Linked DNA regions of Mus musculus: regions 1 and 2 are each linked to region 3. Evidence: chromatin contacts called from public HiChIP or PLAC-seq and promoter capture Hi-C data. All regions are on one chromosome and are shown on one strand. Each heading gives the region's core, a stretch centred on a gene start, on an enhancer-like site or on the middle of the called end of the contact. The rest is flanking DNA. Distances are from core to core; before and after follow the strand shown. Region 1 has its middle 25 kb from the start of Gm29796. Region 2 overlaps Efl1 (elongation factor like GTPase 1). Region 3 holds the start of Cfap161 (cilia and flagella associated protein 161).

Region 1 (4,407 bases), core at 1,170-3,669, 1.0 Mb after region 3:
GAGTATGGGTAATTTCCTCCTGGAAGTGCTGACTGAAGAGCCACTTCCACAAGAAATGCCATCTGCCTGTGCATGCCTCCTTCCTTATCTCTGACACACCATACTCCACAGCGTTCTGACGACCGTGCTGCACACAGGTAGCATAACTCTGCCACAGACACTCATGCCTTTACATCTCTCCCCTCAGCTCCTAGAGGGGCTTTACCATCGAGGGTGGGGCTAGGAGCCCTGCTTTGGGAACTTAGGGTGGTTGGATGTGATTCTGCACTTTGCCAGTCACCAGGCAAAGTGTGGGGTGAGGCTGTGCTTGGCTGCTCCCCTCCCAACCATGCATCCTGCATCTTCTTTCTACCCATTTGGAACATTAAGACTGCAGACTTTGACTCACAAGTTAGGATGAGCAAGTGAGGTGCGCACAGGGGCCTTCCTCCCTAGAACAGAAACCAGGTTGAACACATTCTTTAACCAGTCTGTGTCTTGGGACTTCTAGCTGTCAGCACAGCTGATCTGAGAAGTTTAGTGACATTAGAAATGGGGGTAGGGGATATACTGTGGAGTGCTTAGATGGTAGGAACTCATTATCTTGACACAGCTAGCATTATTAAAAGCTAAAATCATAACCTGGAGGAGTAAGTACACTTGGCATGGGTATGTATGTTCCTGCCTCCAAAGGGGTCTCTAGAATGTGTGTGGGATACCACCAGTGTGCTCTCATCATCTTTGTCTCCAGTGCTCTGTGAGACAGCCTCTCTCTCTTATGATCCAGCAGGAAGTGATTAACACTCACTCAGTGCTAAGCTAAGCGGAGGGGTGTTCTGTGCTTCCCAAGGGCTGTAGGATTTGAGAAGTGCACCTTTCCTGTGCAAGAAGAGCTGCATAGGACACACTCCCACAGGAGAGTGACATCTGTCCCACTGACTCTATGCATCTGCTATCACATGACATCCACCTCTGCCAAAGGTCACCTGGTGCTTTCCAGGACAGTCCCTGAGCATGTTAGCAGGGGGCCCTTAAGAGCTCAGCGAAGGTGCACTCTGCAGAAGCTGGAGGTGCCTTTGCTATTTCTGCTGCTCTCCCTTTGTATCCATGGAAGCCTGCCCTGCATCACCTCCCAGGTTCTCACACAGCTGCCAAGGAGTATCTACCTGGGAGACAGATCTGAAAGACAGACCCCAGTGCATTCTCCTTGCTCTCCCTCTCCTTTTTAGGCCAGGGGATGGGTCACAACCACATCACAAGAATGGTAACATCTATATCCTGCTTCTGATCTAGAAGATCTGACACAAAACTGAGAACGAGTCTCTTTCAGGTGATGTGAATGGCTAGGGCTAGGACTTCATTGTGGAGTTAGTCTGGTTCGTGTTCTTTTTCTCTGGATGTGAGGCAGCTGACCATATAAGGCACATAATGGTACCCTATCATCATTAAAGGTGTAGATTTGTGTATGAGAGCCATTGGTAGCCTGCTGAATTTAATGCCCCTAATCCCTGTCTGGTGACAGTTGAACTGGACAAGGTTTGTATGTACGTACTCCTGGAAAGTAACCAACAGGGTGGCAGAGACAAAGAAACCTTGGGGACCTTCCCATCAGGATGTCAGCTGTCAGATATGCTCCAGGCACATAGGGTTTCTCCAGTCTCTCCCAGGAGCTCCTGCCTGCTCTGGGTGGGAGCTGAAGTTCTTATTTTACCCTCCTGGCACCAGAAACTTTTTCTTCCACATTATATTTTGTTTTTTTTTTTTTTTTTAAAGAAAATATGGGGTGGCTGAAAGTTGGCCAGAGGCTATCAGGAGGAAATAAACCCCACCATTTTCCCATTTTAGCACCTGAAGTCATCCCTTAGGTTAACATATGGTACAGGGTGGAGGTGGCTTTCATTTATACCAGATATAAGGAGGACAAGGTCTGAGTCCCCTGGGTAAATCTTCAGGGAAACCTGGAATAAAGGCACTACAGGGCATCAGGATAAGTTGCCAGGAGGTTGAACCAAAATGCACTTAGAGGAGGCTGGAAGACCCGCAGCATGTGCCAAGACCCAGGCCAGTGATGTCATAGCTCTTTCCTCTACTGCAGAGGGGTGTGTGTGTGTGTGTGTGTGTGTGTGTGTGTGTGTGTGTGTGTGTGTGGTTTTCTCTCCAGTCCTTTGCCAGTTAGCTGGCTACTGGTTATCCCCAGTGCTCCCCACTCTAATTCCTAAGAAATCCTGCCAGGCTGTTTGGTCTGTGACACAGTCACATGACTCAAAAACATGAGTGTTCCAGAGCCAGTACACTGGTGCTCTAAGTCACAGAGATTGTAGAGGGACAGTGGGTTCCTTTGGAAAGCCAGGGTTGGCACAAACAGCCTGGCTTCCTTGCCTGTGAGAGTTATCAATCAGACATTGTGACATCTCTGCCTGAAGGCTGGCTGGCACTGTGTTGGCCTGTGTCTGCTGGCCAGGCGCTCTGAGCTGTGCCTCTTTTCTCTGCACACCACACCAACAGTGTCCTATCTGTCATATTCTAATGTGCAGGTGTCAGTGACCAGTCCTTACCAAGCAGCCAGCACTGTTCAGTTACAGGCTCAGGACTATTTCATCATTTTAACTTACAATGATTTTTGCTGATATGCAAAGTAATACAACTTTGGGGTACAAAAAATTAGAACTTCGCAGCAAACGATGTGAAAAGAGAAAGTGATTGCTGAAACCTACAGAGCTGATAAATTCAAGGACTCAGGATGCCTTCAGATGGTCTTAGCTTTGTTCTTAATGTACATATAAGTACATGACGCAGGCAAATTCAGTAGAACACTGTGGTGTGTCTGGCTTGTTTTTTTTTTTTTTTTTTTTTAGATCCTCATACATATGCAAATTCTCTAGTATTAACTGTGGGGAAACCTTGCTAATTAAGGTCGAAGTCTACCAAGATCAGATAGCTTCTCAGAACACAGCACAAAAGGAGGACTCCCTTTGCCAGCAGCTTCCCCTTCTCTGACCTTGTCTGGAGAGCCCGAACCTCCACACCCTCTAGCTGGGGAAGGAGTTGCCAGGACAGACAGGTTCAACTTCCTCTTTTCCTCTTCTTCCCCACCCCACCCTCCCTCTAAGAACCTGCCCAGCAAGTACCTGGGATTCCTGGCATGCTTCTCCATGCAAATAAGGTATTCACAGAACCAGACCGTTAAAACTCTCCAAAGGATGACACCATTTGCATACACTAGCAAGCCTTTGTTGCAAGGACCATGATATAGCTGTCCCTTGTGAGACTAGGCCGGGGCCTAGCAAACACAGAAGTGGATGCTCACAGTCAACTATTGGATGGATCACAGGGCCACCAATGGAGGAGCTAGAGAAAGTATCCAAGGAGCTAAAGAGATCTGCAACCCTATCAGTGGAACAACATTATGAACTAACCAGTACCCCGGAGCTCTTGACTCTAGCTGCATATGTATCAAAAGATGGCCTAGTCGGCCATCACTGGAAAGAGAGGCCCATTGGTCAGGCAAACTTTATATGCCCCAGTACAGGGGAACGCCAGGGCCAAAAAATGGGAATGGGTGGGTAGGGGAGTGTGTGGGGGGGAGGGTGTGGGGCACTTTTGGGATAGCATTGGAAATGTAATTGAGGAAAATACGTATAAAAAAAAAAGCCTCTAACCAATGATTTCCATTTACTCTGAAAACTCCTTCTCACCCTCCAAGGTCCATATATGCCCCGTTCACCCCAAGGAAAGTATATTTGAATAAGCCCTCCCTGAATCAAAGTTAGGTACACAAGCTGAGATGGTCTAAGAGAGCTTTTTCACTGAATATCAGAGAAGAGGCAGGTGGATTTCTGAGTTCAAGGCCAACCTGGTCTACAGAAACCCTGTCTCAAAAAACCAAAACCAAACCAAACCATACCACAGTTAAGGAAAAAAATCTCCAGTTTTTCAAAGGAATATCAGCGATTCACTGTGTTGACTGAGGTAGTGTTCCACCATTAGATGCTAGAATTCGTTCCTTTAGGGCAACTGTGTGTAGCCTTGGTAGGGCATCTTTGACTCTCCTGTGAATTGCTAAACAGATTGTCAGGCCAAAGTGTATGGTCATTTTCCACTCCAGTACATATTGTTGAACAAGATAGGGCTGGCACAGGCAAATGCACTTAGATGTACATGCTCACTCACCCCAACCACATACTTATAATTTAAAAATAAATCTTAGAAAAAAAGCAAACCCGATCACAGAGATTATGGGTAAGGTTCGTCAGGAGACAGAGGGAACCTGGGGCTCTGATGGCTGTAGTGTCATTGTATCACAGAGACTATGGGTAAGGTTCCTCAGGAGACAGAGGGAACCTGGGGCTCTGATGGCTGTAGTGTCATTGTATCAGCTGGGAGCAGGCTCTCCAAGTGGATTTTCTGATTTGTTGTGCTGCTAGTTTC
Region 2 (4,531 bases), core at 787-3,286, 1.1 Mb after region 3:
CTCTGAAGAGTATAAAAGTCCTAAGTGTCTTTCTCATCTCAGAAAGACTACTGTGTAGTAAGACACAGAGGATCAGCATACAGTACTCAGGTACCTACAGGAAGCCACAGAACCATAGTGATGGCTGACCAAACCAGACTGTCGCACAAGCTCACCCTCAGTGACTTACCAGTGCTAATCTGCTTCAAGACCATCACTTTACCCATGGAGGAGGGGGAAGAAAAAAAAAAAAAAGAAGCAAAGCCCAGCAGGAGGGATGACCCCTAAACGTGCTTTCCTGGTAAAGCTGAGGATTAATCCTCATGACCAGGCTTCTTCAGAAGGCTCCAGTTCTTCCTTACTGTCAATCATGATCCGGCTGTACCATGTATAGTGAAACCATGTGTTCTCAGAAAGGAACAGTCTGCCAGTTTCTTACCTCAACATTTAGAGAAAAGAACTTAGAGAATGGAATGAATAAGAACTTTATTGTTCAACTAATAAATAAGGAGAGTTTCTTTTCCCAGACTGGGTAATGAGGAAGCAAATGGAATCTGCCTGTCATGTCCACTCTGGTGGGCTGTGTCTTGAGGAATTTGCTGTATGTGTGAACTCACAGCAGGTATTTACTTCCTTAGAGGACACAGTTCACAGCAATGCCACAAGTGGTGCCCATTTCCCAATCATTGGTTAGAGTGCATTTTCAGAAAAAAATATGGACCTAGACTTCATACAATAAATGAAGATAAGCACTCGGGCAGGCTGAGCAGTAGCAATATATCTGGAGCTGTTCACAGTGCGAGTTATGGTTCTCTAGAGGAGGGGAGGGAAGGGGAGGGGAGGGGAGGGCCTTTCTTTCTTGCCTTTCCCTGTCTCCTCTCACTCTCTCCTTTCCTATGCATCCTAGACAAGGCTCTATCATACAGCTCTAGCTCTAGGTCTATCCATTAATTGTTCTTCTTCTTTTTTTAACCTCTCTGGCAAAAGCTACAATACACAAGAATATGAGTAGAAAACTGAAAAAGTAATTCAAAGTACTTAATAAAAGCTGAGTATCTTCAACACACATTAAAAAAAAAAAGAAGCTTTTTATCAGTAAATGAGAACAGTAAAAGAATACAGGCCATGTTGGGTATGACGGTACACTGAGTTCCATCTAGTGTGGCCTAGTCTATAGAGTGAGTTCCGGATCAGTCAGAGCTACACAGTGAGATGCTGTCTTCAAGAAAAACACTCACCTTCAACACATCTGCTGTGTGTTAGTTCCAGTGTATTTTGTAGTTGGAACTTCAGCCTTCACGGTTTTTCTTTTTTAGAGGGCAGCTGTACTTTCATTTCCAAGGGAAACAGTTCCTATCTGCCTCAGTAGCAATGCACAGGCTCCCCCTCACAGTTCTGGAGCACATCTGTATCTGGAAGCTTTGTTATGTGCAATTCTTACTTATTTCCCACTTAAAAATTCCTCTAGGCTCTCTCCTTCCTACTTTTAACTAACAGCCAGCTAAAAAACAAAGGGTCAGAGGTCAAAGGGCAACAGGGGAAAGGTCATTGAAACACCACCATCATGTTTTAGCACAAAGTACTCGACTCTAGGAAAGCCCAGCTCTGCTGTCTCCTCATGCACATTGTGCAAGCACAGGGGTGTGCGTGCGTTCACTGTGCAAGGAGGGCACAACAAATACCCAGGGCTGAAACCCCTCTCACCAAGCAAATTGCTTCCAGATTCCGTGTGCTCTTGTGTCATGGAGTTTTGCTACAGTCAGAAGCAGCCACCTATGTCTGATCTAGTTAGGTATTTAATGCCTTTGTTTTTAATACAATGTAATGACTTTAATATAATTTTACAGTAATCTCAGCACTCAGAAGGCTGAGGAAGTTACACTTGTCTAAGTTTAGGCCAGCCTGGGCCTGAGACAGACTGTGTTTCTGGGGGAAAAAAATTAAATAAATGTGCATAATTTAGTCTTTAAAAATAGCCAAGTTTAACAACTGGCTGGCAAAATTTGTGAAACTTAACAACTGGCTCTTGAGAACTGACAGCTCCCCCTGTTTTGTCCTACAGGGCCAATCAGATTTTCCAGAGCTGAGCTTGTGGCTCCAGCTATTTGAGGGCTGCAGTCTGTGGCTTGGTTTTTCTCCCATTTTGGCATCCGTTTCTGATCTACAATCTTTACAGTCCTTGCCTCCTGTCTCATGGCGGAGACAAGCTCTCTTCAGTGGTCTCCTGAATGCTTCACGGTGCTGGGCAGCCATATCATTTCTCGGTAACACGTACTGAGAAGTGTACCACATGGGGGGCGGGGGGAAGGGTCTGTTATCACCTCAGAGGGAACTTAGAGACCTCCTGACAGGGCTGAGAGGACACAAGCCTGAGGACACAGAAGTGTCACAACACTGCACATTGTTCCATAGCTTGCTTCTAACTAGGGAGGTGTACATGCTAACATGAAGATTATGAGTACAGGACTGGCGTAAGCCACTTCTCTTCAAGAATGCAGACAACAGAGTGCGCTTATAAGCACACTGGGCTCCATACTAGCATTACCACACCCGTGAGAGCTGGGTTGTACTTGAATTGTGATGGCTACCATATCTGTAGGATGAGCAACTTGTCAGCTCCATTACAGTCCTGTGGGAATCACATCTTCATGAGAGAAGTGCCTTACGAGGCTGTGACTATAATCTCAGCTAGGGAGCAGCTCCGAAGGAGGATTCTGAGTCTCCTTCTCTAAAATCTCAGCCTGAAGGTTAATTTCTTGATCTTTGCTGTTTAAAGTCCTTGAACTCTGAATAGAACAATCATGTCCTTTGAAGCTTTTTGTAGGCAGCAAGCGTTGCTGGTCTCAGAGCACGGTGCAAGTTTCTTACTTCATCCATCATATGAAGGATGCCAGCAGAGGAGAGTGGGCACAGTGACTGCGGCCCAGTAGCTGGCTCTCTTCTTGATCCTCAGCTATCCACTGTGATTCTGATGGATGCAATGTCCTCCTACACTGACTGAATAATCTCTCCCCAAGCCTTCTTTCACTTCACACCAGTCTGGTTTACATGAGCCTCCTTGCTTTAGCTGATGAAGTTGGCTCTCTTCTGAACTTTAACTGTCTGTGCTAGTTTTATGAGTGGTGAGGAGTTTGTGACTGGTGCTATACAACTGTGCAAGTTTTTATATCCCACCAAAAAAGGAGGGAAGGCTTTACATTTCTTATAAGAATCTGTAGATTCTTTGCCACTTATCAGATGATCTTGTACCACTGAATGGTATAAATACTAAAGAGTTGTCAAGCAGAACCAGGAGACTTTTACTCTTGTTCCAAACAGTGTTTCCCTTCACATTTTCAGTAGCATAAGCAACAGTATCAGTAGGCCTATCTATTTTACATGTATGCATACATTATTCTCACATATACATACATAGTACATATGTATAATATGTTGTATGTATGTATTAGATGTATATATTATATTTTCTATGTCCATTTAACACTGGAAAGGCTTGGATGTAACTCTGCAGTAGAGCATGCATTTACCATGTATAAAGCTCTAGGTTTAGTCCCCGGCGACAAAAACTAAGTTAACTCTAAATTCCGAGTGGTCACTGTAAAATCTCAATATCTACTCCCAAACACGTGCAACCTGGGTGTTATTTTTGCCCTGATTCCCTTGCTTTTCTGCTGTAGCTTGTTCTCCTTGGCTACTTAAAGAAAACTGAGTTCTTCTTTGCTCTTTCTTCCTCCTCAGCTACGTGCTCAGGTTTCCCTCCACATATTACACATCATTCACTCTGCAGTAAGTTACAGCCACGCACTAAAAATAGGAGAGGAAAAGGGCGGGCAATAACAAAACCTCACGAGCTCACGGGGGCTGCTCGTTCCTGGGACGATTCAGGCAGCAGGTTTTCTTTATGGGAAACAAAGTTTGAAGTTTCACATGCAGATGCAGCCTGTCAAAACCACCTGGGAATGATTTCAAACTCACCATGCTAATAGGTCTCACTTCCAACCTAACCATTACTGGCCTTTGAAATATAGAAGCTAAAAGCAGACTGGACAGATCAAATACTATAGATAAAAGCATTTTGAAAAGCATACAGCCCTATGAAAACATAAGGTGGGGGGTATTAAAAAATGGATTTGGACATGAACTCTTCCAAGCTCACTCATTTCAATGGTTCCCTAATGCGCGGAAGAAAACAGAACCTGGGCAGACTTTAATCCAGACCCAGTTCAGCCTCCTACTCGGATCATTTCGGGCCAGCCGTCTTTAATCAAGCCGTGCTCTGTCCACAAGGACTGGAGATAAACTGAGGTTTGGTCATGTGCTGCCAAGGCCACTGTGCTCAGTTTCTTAGGGGCCGGCTGGAAATTATGTGATCAAATCTGAATGTAACTTTTCAAGAGTTGTGTGTGGTCTTTCTAACAAAGAGGTGCTTTATATTTGGGGCTGGCTTGAAAATCTCTTGCCTGTAACTAATTAATTGATAAAATAGTCACCATAACAAAAGGGGACATAAACCAAAAGAAATGTTAATATGCTAACTGAATGCAATTTATAG
Region 3 (4,783 bases), core at 253-2,752:
TTAGATTATTATGTTCCTGTATGAGCAATTACACATGCTGTCTATTGTTCACTGCATGCTACAAGGCTGGGTTTAGCAGTTTGAACCTAGGGATGCTGCTAGCTTCTCTGAGTCGGTCTCCAGTCTATCACATATTCTGAGTGACTCCTGTCTGATCCAACAGAATGCCTGACTTAGCACCTTCAGAAGCACCTGAGAGTGTGTGTGGTGCTGGAGGGGCAGGCAGTGGAGCCAGAGAGGAGCAGAATATTCCTACTTTTGTGTCTTATGCTTCAGCCTCCGGCTCAGGTCCTTCCAGGTCGACAAGGACACCTCCCCACTACCCCAGGTTTTGCTCAGTTGTCATTCTCATAGTCCCCATGACAGGAATGATTCATCCATCAGCTCTCCCAGTCTGTCTTTCATCACATCTTCAGTGACCTGTGTGTATTACAGTCTTCTGAAGTAATTTGTTTTCAGCATCTGGCTTCCCTTGATAGACTGGGTTTGGCTCTCACCTTCCACTTCTTGCTTGGGGTGGGAGACTCTGCACACTGGGGGACTGATTAATGAATGTATTCAGCTAGCAGCCAGCAGCCAGCAGCCAGCAGCAGGTGGTACTACCTAACTGCCTGTTCACCCCACTCATAACACAATATCCTCTTTAGGAAATGTTGGCTACACAAACTTTTTTAAATTAAAAAAAATTTTTTTTTAATATCAGGAGTGCCTGTAAATTGCAGGTTTGTCTTTGTGTTTGGACATGGGAAGGGAGGGTTGCTATAAAATTTGTGAAAATACAGACTGTCACAGAAATAGATATACACATTAATATATGCTAACACAGTAGTTTCTTCCTTTGGAAGCTGTGAGGTTTCGGCAATGCCCCTCTTTTTGTGTTTAGGTTTTCCAGCGTCTACAGTAAAGGGGTGATGTTTTGTGAAATTGCTGCTGACAGTGATTAGGAAAATAGGCTGGAGTTGAACCAAGCTTCCACAGAAAAGCTAGGGGCACTCGGGTTCCACAGCACTTTAACTTAGATTTTAGTTTAAAAAGCAAACAAGACAAACAAACAAACAAAATACAAAACCAAACATCAACAAGAACAACTCAATATTTTATGCCAGTTGTAGGCTGCACACCTGTGAGTCAAGAAGATCTCCAGCGCAAGACCTGACTGTGTTACATCATAAGTTCAAGGCCAGCCTAGGGTATGTATCCAGACCCTAACTTAAAAACCAAACTCTCCCCCAAAAAACAACAGAAAAAAAGTTTCAAAAATTTCTCCGCCTAGGGAACATTTGGAACAGTGTCCCCCGTCAGGGGTTTCCCAGATCTGCTTTGAGTGCTAGTCATCTGAGACAGTGGCAGTGGTGGGAGGGGCAGGGCGAGCTGGAGGGGGCGTGGGTCTAGTATGCTGTCACTTATTGGCCAGCCAAAGAGATCTTGACCAACTGGCAACTGGCAACTGCCTGGTCGTCATGGCAACGAAGCACGCTAACTCTGAGTGTCAGTGGAGGCTGGAGCTGGCTTTCAAGAGAGCAAGGGGCGATGGCGCAGAACGTGTATGGTCCTGGAGTGCGGATGGGCAACTGGAACGAAGATGTCTATTTGGAGGAGGTGCGCAGACTCCTGTCCTCTCGCATCCCTAGGATCCCAGACCCTATCCTGCTATCCTGCATGTTCTCTCTCTGCTGAGCATTTAGCATCCTATCACCCATCTTCATCTACTGCCCCCACCCCCCCTGTGCACCTTTGCTACCCGAGGTAGTTCACCTGCTGTCTCTGAGCACCCATGCTCACTGAATGTCCCGCTCCACATTTCCTGAACCCAGAGCAAGAACAGCTTGCCGCCTCCCGGGCCCTCTGGCCCTCACTAGGTTTGTGACACTCTCAGGTCCTGGAAAGGTTCTGGGTTACAAACATATGGAGAGGCCTGGGCTTTTCACATTCTCACCCAAGTCAGGAGGACCCCAGTAGAGACTGCTGACCTCCTATATATCACTCCTGATTGTTTCTGGACGAGATAAGCACAGGGGTCCTATCCTTCCCTTCCTTATGCATTTCTCTTTTCATCTCCTGCTCCCCGCCCCTGCCTCTGCCCCCATGACGTGCTGCCTACTGACATTTTTGCCATCCCCAGAGCGATCACGTTTCCTTTTGTGTCCTTGAACTGTCTTTGAACTTGAAGTGCTTCTGAGGAAAAAGCTATCAGTACCTGTGCTCTGCAACAGCTCTGTCCCTGACTCCCCTTTTCTCGGTCTCTGCATCCCCAGGAGCGCATGAGACACTTCCTAGAGAAGAGGGAAAAAGGAGAACTTCTTATTCAGAGAAACAGAAGAGTGAAGAAGAACATTTTGAGACCGGTAATGTCAAATTCCAATGCCAATTTCAAAATTCTGCCTAGTTAAGTGTGAGTTAGGCAAAGAAAATTTCTATGAACAAAGTAACCATTTAGAAACTTTTAAAAAAATTAATAAAAAAGTATAGTGTTAAAATTCCTCTAGATTTTAGAAATTTAGATTAAGGGTTAAGATTAGGTTAAGAAATTTAGAATTTAGATTAAGGGAAGTCTGTCCTTAATTATGTTTACTTAATTGTTTGCATTTTCTAATAAAGGGGTGGATTAATGCTTTTACAAGTAAAGTGCCTTTCAGCTGCTGTGCAAAAAAAAACGTTTAATAACATTGAATTGAATAAATTGACAACGGTAAACTATGTAGAGTCCAACAGCTTCGCATGATCTTGTTTGGGGGTCATCAAGAGCTTGAAGGATGCTAACCAAGGATCTGAGGAAGGGAGGCCTTACTGAAATGGATCTAGTCTGAGAAGGAAAGGAGATACACCTGGGAGGGATCTTGACCCCAGCAGCTAAGGAATTGAGTAGCTTATTGGAAAATTCCTATTAAAATTGTAGATGCAGCTTTCGGTATCGGAAGATGGATATGTCCACTATGGCGATAAAGTGATCATTGTGAATCCTGACCAAGTCCTGGGGGAGGAAGCTGGCAAGTTTATGAGAGGAGACCTGAGCCTGTGTATGAGCCCAGATGAAGTTAAAGCGCAGCTTAGTGATGACTTAGAGATACCCTGTGGTGTGAGTGCTGTGCAGACCATCGCCCCGATGGGCAGGAACACCTTCACCATTTTGAGGTAGAGACGCTCAGCTTCAGAGCATGGGAGTATCTGCTTAGACTTGTAGCTTGTGGTGGCACACAATTGTTATCCCAGCACTGGGGAGGCAGAGACACGCAGATCGCTGAGCCTACCTTACTTAGCGAATGTTGAGGACCCTTTACTGGCCTGCTTGTTGACAACAGCAGGAAAAGTAGGTATTTGTGTTCAGTTAAAAAATGCTTGCTTTATGATGATTTGATACAAAGTATTAAGCTTACATTCTGTCTGGAAGCAAAGAAGGATTTTTTTCAAATAATGTTATGGGATGCTTGCTTTATGCTCACAAGAGTGCTGGCTTGCATTCTTCTTGATGGAATGTTAGCTTCCCCCCCAAAAAAGTCATTTATGAAAAGGTTGCACAGGACGGGCTTTGCTCTTTTAAAATCGATTGTCTACTAAAAATTGACTTGAGGTTTTGGAAATGATCCGCAGGACCCTTAGAGACGTACAATCGCAATTTAAAACGACCGACTTCATGCCGGGCGTGGTGGTGCACGCCTTTAATCCCAGCACTCGGGAGGCAGAGGCAGGCGGATTTCTGAGTTCGAGGCCAGCCTGGTCTACAGAGTGAGTTCCAGGACAGCCAGGGCTACACAGAGAAACCCTGTCTCGAAAAACCAAAAAAACAAACAAAAAAAAAAACAACCGACTTCACATTGTGGGAGATTTAGTGACAATGTCTCAGTGACAAGAATAGAAACTGCTATCTGTGTCCTTAGTTTAATGTTTCTTGAGTACACATGGGTTGTGGTAAAACAACTTAAAGCTGATGACAACTTTTATTCCCTGGAAGATTATGAGGGAAGACTGTATTCAATGCTTGCAGAGGTATAACCTTGGCTCTGTCTTAAACCGTGGCCTTGGCTTGTGCTAACATGGCATGCTTAGTCCCTTCTGGTCCAAGGCTATAGAGTCGGGAGGCCATGGGTTTGACCTGTGGGGCAGGGCAGGGAGTGGCATGCTAGTTGGATGTTAAGGCTGAAACAAAAGGATTTTTCTAGCTGGCTGTGGTGGCTTACACCTGTAACTCCAGCACTCCCATTAGGCTGAGACAGGAGGATTCCTGAAAGTACTGTGCCATGTCAGTTTGGGCTACATAGCAAGTTCGAGGCCAGGCCTGGGTTTCAGTGTGAGACTCTCAAAACACCAAAAGCCAAAAACTGGACATGTTTCCAAATAGAGACATGAATAGATTAATATAGGAAAAAAATAAGAATGCCTTTTAGTTGGTGCTCAAGAATATTTCAGTGAATGTTGCACAATTTAATGATGGATTCCAGCCCGTGATTCTCATCGACCTCTCTTGATGTTATCTGAGATGACTGAGGTCTTTGCCAGGGTGAACAAAACAGAAGGAAGAGGAACTTTTGTTACTTAATTTAGTGCAGTTGGTGAATATGCACTGTCAAGAAAAGCGTGGAAATGAGGTAGCCTCACACTCTCCCGTTGCTCTCACCTCTAGTGACGGCGCAAACAGCTGCGAAATGGGCCAAGTGGTTGTCTATGGGCAGAACTTCTGCCTGGGGATAGCAGCAGGACTGGAAGGCAAGATGGTGAGTCTGCTCCTGTGTGCCTACTGTCACCTGTCAGTCTACTTTCCCAAGATGGCCAATAGCTACCTCTGGAA

The links. Promoter capture Hi-C pulls out the DNA fragments that hold promoters and counts their contacts. HiChIP or PLAC-seq counts read pairs in DNA pulled down with a chosen protein or histone mark.
Region 1: a contact with region 3 is called in an H3K27ac HiChIP or PLAC-seq map of embryonic stem cells, with 7 times the contacts expected there. The contact joins the enhancer-like site here to the promoter of Cfap161 in region 3. A contact is called at or near these places in 3 of 39 promoter capture datasets (embryonic stem cells, hippocampal neurons and pre-B cells), 3 of 115 datasets of contacts at active chromatin or transcription factors (all in embryonic stem cells) and 2 of 9 other capture datasets (adipose tissue and liver).
Region 2: a promoter capture Hi-C map of hippocampal neurons shows a contact between it and region 3, with 8 times the contacts expected there. The contact joins the enhancer-like site here to the promoter of Cfap161 in region 3. A contact is called at or near these places in 9 of 39 promoter capture datasets (the 3T3-L1 cell line, the HPC-7 cell line, cranial neural crest and 5 more), 10 of 484 Hi-C or Micro-C datasets (adipose-derived mesenchymal stem cells, cerebellar granule neurons, cerebellum and 5 more), 3 of 115 datasets of contacts at active chromatin or transcription factors (astrocytes, cardiomyocytes and embryonic stem cells) and 2 of 9 other capture datasets (adipose tissue and liver).

Annotation. Positions count from the first base shown.
Region 1 is chr7:82,784,128-82,788,534 of GRCm38.p6, reverse strand. No RefSeq gene overlaps it. Among named protein-coding and RNA genes, the nearest start is that of Gm29796, 25 kb to the left of the region's middle. Within about 2 kb of position 2,419, at least 60 of the 459 cell types and tissues checked have an H3K27ac peak or open chromatin away from gene starts, as enhancers often do. A contact at or near this core is called in embryonic stem cells, where this site is marked.
Region 2 is chr7:82,720,411-82,724,941 of GRCm38.p6, reverse strand. All of the region lies in intron 15 of Efl1 (elongation factor like GTPase 1), which reads right to left. Among named protein-coding and RNA genes, the nearest start is that of 4933406J10Rik, 33 kb to the left of the region's middle. Within about 2 kb of position 2,036, at least 23 of the 459 cell types and tissues checked have an H3K27ac peak or open chromatin away from gene starts, as enhancers often do. A contact at or near this core is called in liver and uterus, where this site is marked.
Region 3 is chr7:83,791,558-83,796,340 of GRCm38.p6, reverse strand. Cfap161 (cilia and flagella associated protein 161) reads left to right here and starts at 1,502. Exons shown (of 7, transcript NM_029335.3): 1 at 1,502-1,599; 2 at 2,256-2,345; 3 at 2,897-3,132; 4 at 4,619-4,709. The coding sequence starts at 1,531.